2 separate regions of the Sus scrofa genome follow, and region 1 is linked to region 2. The links are chromatin contacts, called in public Hi-C maps. All regions are on one chromosome and are shown on one strand. Each heading gives the region's core, a stretch centred on a gene start, on an enhancer-like site or on the middle of the called end of the contact. The rest is flanking DNA. Distances are from core to core; before and after follow the strand shown. Region 1 holds the start of DNMT1 (DNA methyltransferase 1). Region 2 holds the start of EIF3G (eukaryotic translation initiation factor 3 subunit G).

What was found. Hi-C and Micro-C count contacts between places; a contact is called where the count stands out from the background.
Region 1: a contact with region 2 is called in a Hi-C map of alveolar macrophages, with 2.4 times the contacts expected there. The contact joins the promoter of DNMT1 here to the promoter of EIF3G in region 2. A contact is called at or near these places in 5 of 47 Hi-C or Micro-C datasets (alveolar macrophages, embryonic fibroblasts and undifferentiated spermatogonia) and 1 of 2 datasets of contacts at active chromatin or transcription factors (alveolar macrophages).

What each region holds. Positions count from the first base shown.
Region 1 is chr2:69,028,276-69,033,549 of Sscrofa11.1, reverse strand. It overlaps DNMT1 (DNA methyltransferase 1), which reads left to right and starts at 3,871. Exons shown (of 40, transcript NM_001032355.1): 1 at 3,871-3,995. The coding sequence starts at 3,916.
Region 2 is chr2:68,967,306-68,972,694 of Sscrofa11.1, reverse strand. EIF3G (eukaryotic translation initiation factor 3 subunit G) reads left to right here and starts at 2,047. Exons shown (of 11, transcript XM_021083783.1): 1 at 2,047-2,159; 2 at 2,300-2,346; 3 at 2,890-2,973; 4 at 3,082-3,170; 5 at 3,331-3,390; 6 at 4,384-4,488; 7 at 4,588-4,777. The coding sequence starts at 2,140.

The sequences.
Region 1 (5,274 bases), core at 2,622-5,121, 59 kb before region 2:
TGAGCCTATGGTTGTGGGTAAGCAGCCTCTGAGCCAGACTTTTTTAAATCTTTTTTTGTTTTTTTCTTTTTTGGCCACCCCAAGGCATATGGAGTTCCCATGGCCAGGGGTCAGATCTGAGCCACAGTTGCAACTTAAGCTGCAGCTTGGCAATACTAGATCCTTAACCCACTGTGCTGGGCCAGGAATTGAACCTGTGTCCCAGCACTCAAGATGCTGCTGATCCTGTTGTGCCACAGTGGGAACTCCAGAGCCAAACTCCTCTGAAATAAATATCCTAGGCCATGCAAAATACAGGTCCTGATACCTCCCTTTATGGTGGTTAATGATTCAATTAAATAACTCTTAAAAGAACCTGAGACAGTAAGCACAGAAGTGCTGATTAACTATTGATAGCTTTTTTATTCCTAATATATCAGTTCTCTGGGATCCTGCTTTGGGTTGGTAACCCATAGCAACCAGAGGGCCTGAGGTCCACTTCTGGCCAGAAACTCTTCACCAGCTGTTGCAGGAAACAAGTTTGTGTGTCACTTGTAAATTGTGTAATACAGAAATGTAAATTTTTATTTTTTGCTTTTTAGGCCTGCACTTGCAGCATATGGAAGTTCCCAGGCTAAGGGTTGAATCGGAGCCATAGCTGCCAGCCTACGTCAAAGCCACAGCAGATCCGAGCTGCGTCTGCAACCTACACCACAGCTCATGGCAACGCTGGATCCTTAACCCACCAAGCAAGGCCAGGGATGGAACCTGCGTCCTCATGGATGCTAGTCAGATTCATTTCTGCTGAGCCATGATACGAACTCCAAAAAATGTAGATACCATAACTTGGAACTCCATTTCTGATGCTTTTTTAAATTGAAGTGTAGTCAATTTCCAATGTTGTATTAATTTCTGCTGTCCTGCAAAGTATCTCAGCTATACATGTTTTTTCATTTTTTTCCATATGGTTTACCACAGGATAATGAATAGCATTCCCTGTGCTATACAGTAGGACCTTGTTGTTTGCCCATTCTAAATGTAATAGTTTTCATCTACTAACCCCAAATTCCCTGTCCATCCCTCCCCCACCCCCTGATGTTTTTTGGTGGTATTCTGGCAGAGTTGCTTTTTAATTTTATTAACGTATAGTTGATCTACAATGTTGTGTCAATTTATGCTATACAGCAAAGTGACCCAGTCATACATATATACATTCTTTTTCTCATTATCTGCTATCATGTTCTATCACAAGTGATTGGATATAGTTCCCTGCGCTGTACAGCAGAACCTTGCTTATCCATTCTTAATGTAATAGTTTGCGTCTACTAACCCCAAACTCCCAGCGCATCACTCCTCCAGCCCCCTGATGCTTTTTTGTTGTTGTGGCAGATAGTTTTTTGTTTTTAAACTCAGCCCTAACTTATTAATGGTTTGTTTCTTTACTGTAGTAAGAAACACAGAGCATTTACCATCTCAACCATTATTGTACAGTACAGTAGTATTAACTGCATACATGTCCTTGTGCAGCAGAGCTTGAACATGATTTCATTGTGTAAAACTGAAACTCTGTTCCTATGGAACAACTCCCCGCTCCCCCTCCCCCTAGTCCCTGGTCCCCCCCATTGCTCTTTCTCTAAGAGGTGACTAAATTAGATACCTCGAATAAGTGTGATTTTCCCCCCCGCCCCAGCATTTGTCTTTTTGTGCCTGGCTTATTTCGCTTAGCATAATGACCTCAAGTTTCATCCAGGTTGGCGCAAAAGGACAGGGTTTCTTTTTAAAGCTGAATAATCCAGTGTATGTATATGCTGCATTTTCTTTATTACTTCACCTATCCAGGGACATCTGGGTTGCTTTCATCTCTTGGCTATTGTGCATAAAGCCACTGTGTAGACTGGTGTACAAATAATCTCTTTAAGATCCTATTTTCTATTCTCTTGACTATATATTCAGAACTGGGATTTCTGCATCATATGATAATTCTATTTTTAGTTCTTTGAGGAACCTCCACACTTCTACCGCTGCTGCACTACTCTTAAATCCCCACCAGCAGGGCACATGGGTTCTAATCTTCGCGTCCTTGTCAATCCCTTTTGTTTTTGACAGAGGCTACCCTAATGATGTCAGGTGACCTCATTGTGGTTTTGATTTGCATTTCCCTGATTAGTCATGTTGAACATCTTTTCATGTGCTTATTGTCCATCTGTATCTTTATGGAACTGCTTATTCAAATCCTTTGCCAGTTTTTTAAAATCAAGTTGTCTTTGTCGAGTTGTAGGAGCTCTTGATGTAGTCTGGATATTAAGCCCTGATCAGATGCATGGTTTGTAGACATTTTTCTCCCATACTATGGGTTGCCTTTCCACTTTTGATTCACTTGCTGTGCATAAGTTCACTTAAAGGTAGTCCCATTTGTCTGTTAGCTTTTGTGGCCTGTGCTTTGGGGTCATTGTCAAGCCCAGTATCCTGAAGCTGCCCCTTCTCCTCCCACATTTTCTTCTAGGAGTTCCATAGTTTTAGGTCTAGGTTTAGGTCTTTACTCCATTTTGAGTTAACTTTTAAAAAAATATAAGTATAATTGATTTACAGTGTTAATTTATGCTGTACAGGAAAGTGATTTCAGGTATATATTATACTTTCTTTTTTTTTTTTTTTTTTTTTTTTTTTTTTTTGCCTTTTTGCCTTTTTGCCTTTTTGCCTTTTCTAGGGCTGCTCCCGCGGCATATGGAGGTTCCCAGGTTAGGAGTCTAATCAGAGCTGTAACCACCGGCCTATGCCAGAACCACAGCGATGCAGGATCCAAGCCGCATCTGTGACCTACACCACAGTTCACGGCAATGCCGGATCCTTAACCCACGGAGCAAGGCCAGGGATCAAACCCGAAACCTCATGGTTCCTAGTCGGATTCGTTAACCACTGAGCCACGACAGGAACTCCTTTTTTTTTTTTTTTCTTCTTAAACCAAGGCTGCAGCATGTGTAACTTCCTGGGCCAGGGACCTGGGCACTGCAGTGGCAAAGCCAGATCCTTAACCTGCTGCACCACAAAGAAACTCCTATACATTCTTGTTTTCCATTCTTTGCCATTAGGGTTTATCACAGGATGTTGAATATAGTTCCCTGTACTATAGACTAAGACCTTGTTTATCCACAGGTAGCAGTTTGCATCTGCTGACCTCAAACTCCCATTGAGTTAACTGTTTTACCTAAGGTGTAAGTTAAGGGTCCAATTTTATTCTCTTGCATGTAGATATCTGATTTGCTTAGCACTACTTTTTTAAATGGCGGCACCAGCTGAACCTGTGCCTCCACCAGACACTGGAGCCGCTGTAGTGGGAACTCCCTCTCAGCACCATTTGTTGAAGAGACTATCCGTTTTAAGCACCCTGGGCTGTGGCAGTGGCCCAAATTTCCCTGCCCTGTGGGATCTTTGGTGCCAGCTATTTTGTGCATCCTCAATATTTTCTGGAGTGTTATTAGAGCCTTTTCACAGACATAAGGAAACTAGGGCTGGATCCAAATGACCTGCCCAAGGTTGTTATCGTGAGCAAATAGGTGTAGGTTGGAACTGAGTAATTGAACTCTAGAGCCCACACACGGAAATCCCATGGGGATACTCCTCATTTTATCCCTAGCTTGTGGGAAAGAATGAATGAATGTCTCAGGCAAGGCTCCCAGCAAACAGAAGCTTGGACCAGCCCACTTCTCCGCGCGGGGGTGCGCGCCCGCCTCGCGCATGCGCAGCCCCTGCGCACAACCAGCTCCACTGAGTCGGCCCGCACGTGGTACGGCCTCTCTCAGTGTGGTACGTCCCGCCTTCCCCCACGCCTGGGCCGGGATGGTACGCGCTGCCTCCGCTCGCCGCCCCTCCCCATCGGTTTCCGCGCGAAAAGCCAGGGCTGCCTGTGCTGCTGCTGTCTCTGCTGCACCTTCCAAGATGCCTGCCCGTACCGCCCCAGCGCGGGTGGCCGCTTTGGCCTCCCGGGCGTTCTCACTGCCTGACGATGTCCGCAGGCGGTAGGTGCCGCGGGGGACTGCGAACGTGGGAGGGTGGCAAGGCGGTGGGGGTGGGGGAGTTGCTTCCCCTCGGGGTAGCCCGTGGCCGCTGACAGACGGGCGCGCATGCGTGGGATGGCGCGGCGCGCGGCGGCAGTTGGCGCGGGCAGGGTGGCACTTCCGGTCGCGCGCGCCCTTGGCCGTTTGGCGCCAAAATGGGCCGAGGCCCCTCACGGCTCCCTGATGACTAGGAATTTGGGGTCTCTTCTGATCTCAAAGTAGACCAAGCTTTGGGTTTGCCGTGGGGAACCCCCTTTCCTGAGTAGCCACGGGCCCGGCCCCTGCCGCCAGCCTGGTCGCGCAGGAAGTGGGCAACCCGCGGCCTCAGGATACCCCTCAGGCCCAGCACTTCGGCCTCCACTTCCGGTGCCCGGTCTGCTGGGGGGTGGGGGTGGTCGGGCCATCCAGGTCCCTGGGGGCATTTGGGGGGGCCCCCCTCAGCGCCCCTACACTACGCATCCTGATGGCAGCCTCCAGAGACCGACGTCGCCGGTTGGGTCCCGGGCGCGGCCGGCTCAGGTTTGCGAGCCCTGTCTTCCCCGGGGGGCTCCCTCCATCACCCCACACAGTTAGGGAAGTAGCATCCTAGAAGGAATTCTGACCATGCAGTGAGAGTCGGGCTTGGGCAGAGTGAAAGCGGAGTGGTTTCTGCTAGTAAATCTGTGCCTGTGAGCTGTGGGCAATAAGGAAGCCTTGCCAGGGAGAACCGACCAGTTTCGTGTGTGTAGGGGGAGTGAGACGGCAACACTTAATATATGGACCCTGCTACAGCTATTCGGTGCACATGGATGGGCCGAAAGACCGTTGAGCCCCGGCTTCATGTTCCTGAAGGGCATCAATTTCACTCCTGAAACTTGCAGATCTCACTTGGAGCCCTAGTCTCAGGATCCTTGACCAGCCCCAAACACTTCCCAACCAGATTTGTGAAACCTGATTTTGCCATTCCCACCCCCATCCCGTGCTTGTTTCCCATAGTTGTGCCAGGCCAGTTCTGATTTGGGCTTTGGGGGTGGGAAGAGTAGGTGTTGGGAGAATTTGGCTCTCCCTTTCAAGTGTCAGGCCACTTCTTGATGTGTTTGTGGGAGAAGGTGAGCGCCACGTCTTACTCTCCGCCATCTTTTTTTCTTTCTTTTTGCCTTTTCTAGGGCTGCACTCTCAGCATATGGAGGTTCCCAGGCTAGGGGTCTAATCAGAGCTGTTGCTGCTGGCCTGTGCCAGAGCCACAGCAATGTGGGAACCG
Region 2 (5,389 bases), core at 798-3,297:
TTTTGTCCTGGAGGGTTGGCTTAGGAGGGCTATAAGCCATCACAATGTCTAAGGTTTTTTTTTAAGCCATCTAAGAATTTATTTTGGCTCTCTTGGGAGCCATATCACTCCCGTTGAGAATGCTCTAGGGGGACAGCTGGATTATAAACAAGTAAATGGAAAAGATTATATTAGAGAAGCCAAGAATGTTACTAAAGGAGGGAGGGATTTTCCCCAGTGGCTCAGTGGCTTAAGGATTTGGTGTTGTCACTGCTGTAACTCTGGTCACTGCTGTGGCACAGGTTCCATCCCTGGCCTGAGAACTGCCAAAAAAAGAAACAAACAAAAAAAGATGGAGTTCCCATAGTGGCTCAGCCATAAGGAACCCAACTAATATCCATGAGGATGTGGGTTCAATCCCTGGCCTAACTCACTGGGTTAAGGATTCAGTGTTGCTGTGAGCTGTGGTGTAGGTCGCAGATGAAGCTCAGATATGGCGTTGCTGTGGCTGTGGTGTAGGCCAGCAGCTGTAGCTCCGATGAGACCCCCTAGCCTAGGAACCTCCATATGCTGCAGGTGCAGCTCTAAAAGGAAAAAAAGGAAAGGAGGGAGAATGGTTGAAGGGGCCACTTGACTGCTTGATCATTTTGAATCAGGAAAGCTCTTCCATCGCTTCTCGGCCTTTTGGCTAAGATCAAGTGTAGGAAAGCTCTTCCCAAACAAGGAAGACTAGCTTTGGTTTCTTCAGCTGTAAAATGGAAATAATTTTCTCTCCACAGTTCTCGCAGAATTCAATAACTGAGCTTTATTGCTATTAATAACTTTTTTTTGTCTTTTTAGGGTCGCATCCACCACCATGCAACATACGGAGATTTTAGGGCCTAACCCACACCCGTGGCAAATGGAGTTTCCCAGGCTAGGGACTGAATCATGGCTGTAGCTGCTGGCCTACGCCACAGCCACAGTAACACAGGATCTGAGCCTCGTCTGTGACCTACACCACAGCTCAGAGCAACGCTGCATCCTTAACCCACTGATCAAGGCCAGGGATCAAACCTGCATCCTCATGGATTCTAGTCAGATTCATTTCCACTGAGCCATGATGGGAACTCCTGTTATTAATAACTTTAAATTTTTTAAAAGGTAAATGAATTAGAAAACTATATATAGAACTACCATATGACCCAGCAATCCAACTCTTGGGCACATATCCAGAGAAAACTGTCCTTGAAAAAGATACATGCGCCCATATGTTCATTGCAGCACTATTTGCAATAGCCAAGACTTGGAAACAACCTAGATGTCCATCGACAGATATGGATTAAGAAGATGTGGTATATATACACAATGGAATACTACTCGGCCATAAAAAAGAACAAAATAATGCCATTTGCAGCAACATGGATGGAACTAGAGACTCTCATACCAAGTGAAATAAGTCAGAAAGAGAAAGACACATACTCTACAATATCCCTTGTATCTGGAATCTAATATATGGCACAAATGAAAGTTTCCACAGAAAAGAAAATCATGGACATGGAGAACAGACTGGGGTTACCAAGGGGGAGGGGGAGGGAGTGGAATGTACTGGGAACTTGGAGTTAATAGATGCAATCTATTGCCTTTGGAATGGATAAGCAATGAGATTCTGCTGTACAGCACTGGGAACTATATCTAGTCACTTATGATGGAGCATGATAATGTGAGAAAAAAGAATGTATACATGTATGTGTGACTGGGTCACCTCGTTGTACAGTAGAAAATTGACATAACACTATAAACCAGCTATAATGGAAAAAATAAAAATCATTAATTAAAAAAAGAAGATAAATGAGTTCTTGCTGTGGTGTTGCTGGTTAAGGACCTGGACTTGCTACAGCTGTGACATTGGTCACAGCAGCGGCTGGGATTTGATACCTGACCGGGGAAACTTCCATACGCCACCCGCGGGGCCAAAAAAAAATGGTTAGAACTGCGCCTCTACTCAACTACCTAGTACCAGAGCCCAGCCTCTAATAAGCCAGCGCCTCTACCTCTGTCCACAGGGCGGCACTGTGGGCGCAGCGGCCGGGCTGCTCTAGGCGGCAGAACCGGAAGTCTCGTTCTCCCCACCTTCCGGTCTTTGGCCCAGGCTTGGGCTGCGTGGGGAAGGTTTTAGCTATGCCTACCGGAGACTTTGAGTGAGTATGAGGTCGTGGAGGGGGGCTTGGGAGGCAGATTGGGGGTCCTAGGGCGTATTATGGGGCTCGGGTGCCCCGAGGCCGTGGGATCCGGGCCTCGTCTCACCCAGCCTTCCCCCGCGGCAAACTTGTCCCCGCAGTTCGAAGCCCAGTTGGGCCGACCAGGTGGAGGAGGAGGGAGAGGACGGTGAGTTTGCCCTGTTGCCCAGGATCACCGCAGCCAGCCCCCAGCCCGTCACTGCCGCCTGCTCCAACCCCACCACCCCGACCCTGGCGCCGTTGTCTGACCCAGAATCTCCCTTCACGGCCAGCCCCTGCCCCGCGCCATCCTCATCAGGCCAGCCTGTATCTCCCATTACAGTTGTTCACCGGCCAGTCCCTCTTCCTCCCATGCCACCGTCAAAGTCCTTGGTACCAGCCTAGCTGCTCCCCTGCTCCGGGGAGGAAGTTGTCACAGCCTCTCTCCTGTCTTTGTACTAGCACGGGGATGCCTTTGGCCCGCCCCTGCCTTCATGCCTGGGATCCTCTATGCCGGGCATTGCTGGAAGTCACTACAGTCAGCTCCATGTCCCTGCACGACTCTCCCAGGACACTTCCTGGCTAGTCCCCTACCCTTGGTCCCACCTTTCTTAGCTCCCGGGAGGGGCATCATCCCAAAGGTCCCTCCATTTCAGCTTGGGAGCTCCCCCACCCCCCAGCTGACCCCAGCTCCCCACACTCCCTCTCACAGACAAATGTGTCACCAGCGAGCTCCTCAAGGGAATCCCTCTGGCCACCGGGGATACCAGCCCGGAGCCTGAACTACTACCGGGAGGTGAGTGACAACCTCCCCGCCATCCCTGGGTTGCCTCTTCCCCTGCAGAGTTCCTGCCTGGTCCCCAGTACCCAGGGCTCAGTTCCTCTGTCTCTCCCCCTCTCCCAGCTCCACTGCCACCTCCCAAGGAGGTCATCAATGGAAACATCAAGACAGTGACCGAGTACAAGATAGATGAGGACGGCAAGAAATTCAAGGTGAAGGTTGGGGGAGGAGGTAGATGCCCTTTGCTTGGGGGCTCTTGGACTAGGAGAAAGTGGTGTGTGCTGGGTGGGTTGATGAGGAAGATACCCTGGCCCAGGCCCTCGGAACCTTAAGGAGCAGGAAGCTCAAATTTCTCCCCTCTCCTACCCACAGATTGTCCGCACCTTCAGAATTGAGACTCGGAAGGCCTCAAAGGCTGTGGCAAGGAGGAAGGTAAGACCCTCCTCATCCTGTCTTGGGGCCTCCCCCAGGGCTGACTCAGAGAAAATAAGAATCCTTTTCCCCAGTGCCTGTATTTATTTGGCTATGCCCGGGGCATATGGAAGTTCCCGGTTTACGGGTTGAATCAGAGCTGCAGCTGCCAGCTTACACCACAGCTACAGCGACTCGTGATCGTAGCCACACCTGTGACCTAACCCACAGCTCAGGGCGATGCCGTGTCCTTAACCCACTGCGCAAGGCTGGGAATCGAAGCCATGGATACTGCTGAGCCATAATGGGAACTCCTTAACTGTACCAATTTTGTTGGAGCGGAACTGAGGCCTAAGGGTGTTTGCACTCTGTCGGGGTCCTGAAAAGCCCAGCATGTGCAGGAGTAGGGGGGGTTGTCCGCCAGCAGAAACAAAGCCAAGTCCTCCCCTGAGATGGTCGTAGCAGAAAAAGTCATGGCAGTAAATACATTTGGCACAATTACCTGTGCGCTTTCTCTGCGTTAGACCCAAGCTCTTTGCAGGAAGCGTTTTCCCATTCAGTTCCCCTGGAATTCCAGGGAGGTGGGGGTCCATTGGGGTCCCTTTTCCTGGAGGAGGCAGCTAGGGTTCAGATTGCTTAGCTAGCTCTGGGCCCCTGGAAGTCTGGGTGACCCCTACGCACCCTTGAGCATCACTCCCTGGTAGGAGCTGGTCCGCTACCTGCACCACCCCAGCAGGAGTTGTTGGCTGTGGAGGGGATTGTCCCTGAGCCTCAGTCCTCTAATCTGGAGCATGGAGCCTAGAGCTGCCCTTGCCTCTGGAACTGGTGTGAAGCTAGGGCCTGGCATGCGCTCAGGGAACAGGAACTGTCTTTGTCACTGCTCTGAGGGTCATTTGGGGGAGGCTGGAGAATGGGGTTCAAGGCCCTGGAGCAGACATTGTAAGTCTAGGGAGCCAGCAGAGGGGTCCTGCTTGGCCTTGCTCTGACTTGTCTCTCATCCCACCCTGAGCTCAGAACTGGAAGAAGTTTGGGAACTCAGAGTTCGACCCACCAGGGCCCAATGTGGCCACCACCACGGTCAGTGATGATGTGTCCATGACATTCATCACCAGCAAAGAGGTAAGTAGGCCAGGAGGCTGGGGCCAGTGGCCAGGGTGGTGGCGGCAGTGGCGGGGGGTGCGGCAGTCCCGTCTGAGCTGCCTCTGCCTGCCCTGCCAGGATCTGAACTGCCAGGAAGAGGAGGACCCAATGAACAAGCTCAAGGGCCAGAAGATCGTGTCCTGCCGAATCTGCAAGGGCGACCACTGGACCACCCGCTGCCCCTACAAGGACACACTGGGGCCCATGCAGAAGGAGCTGGCCGAGCAGCTGGGCCTGTCTACTGGCGAGAAGGAGAAGCTGCCTGGAGGTGCTGGGGCCTGGGGACTCGGGGGACAGGGATTGTGTTCACCTCCAGGAGAGTTGTAGGTTGTCACCTGCTGTCTGAACAGGGCCACCGCTGTTGGCAGTTGTCATCTCCCACACAACAGCAAGGCTGCAGCCACAGTCCATGCTTGTGTGTGTGTATGAGAGAGACTGGCGGTGGCTGCTGTGACTGCTGGCGATGTCCCCTGTCCTCTCCTCATTAGGGGCTGTGAGAGCGGCTCGTGTAGGCTTGCACATAATAAATACACTTTGCCTGCAGTGTCTGCATGCACACACCCAGGGCAGACTCACTCATGTGACTGTAAGTTTGAGTCTGGACAGCTCTACGCCCCTGACTTATGTGTGCGACTCATTTGTCACCTGCCGTGTGTGTGTTGGGGGACAGGGGGTGGAACCTGGGGACTGTCCCTATCCCGTGTACCTGTATTTGTGTTCCTATGTTGTGAGACTGGGTGTCACTGTGGGTTCTCACTTCTTGTGCTGCTGGCGGGTGTATAAATGACGTCGGCTTCCCGGATGTGACTTTTAAGTTGTGGCCCTCAGGCCTCGAAGGGCCCAACCGTGTGTGTGGTTTGACAGACGGCTCTTGGGCTGG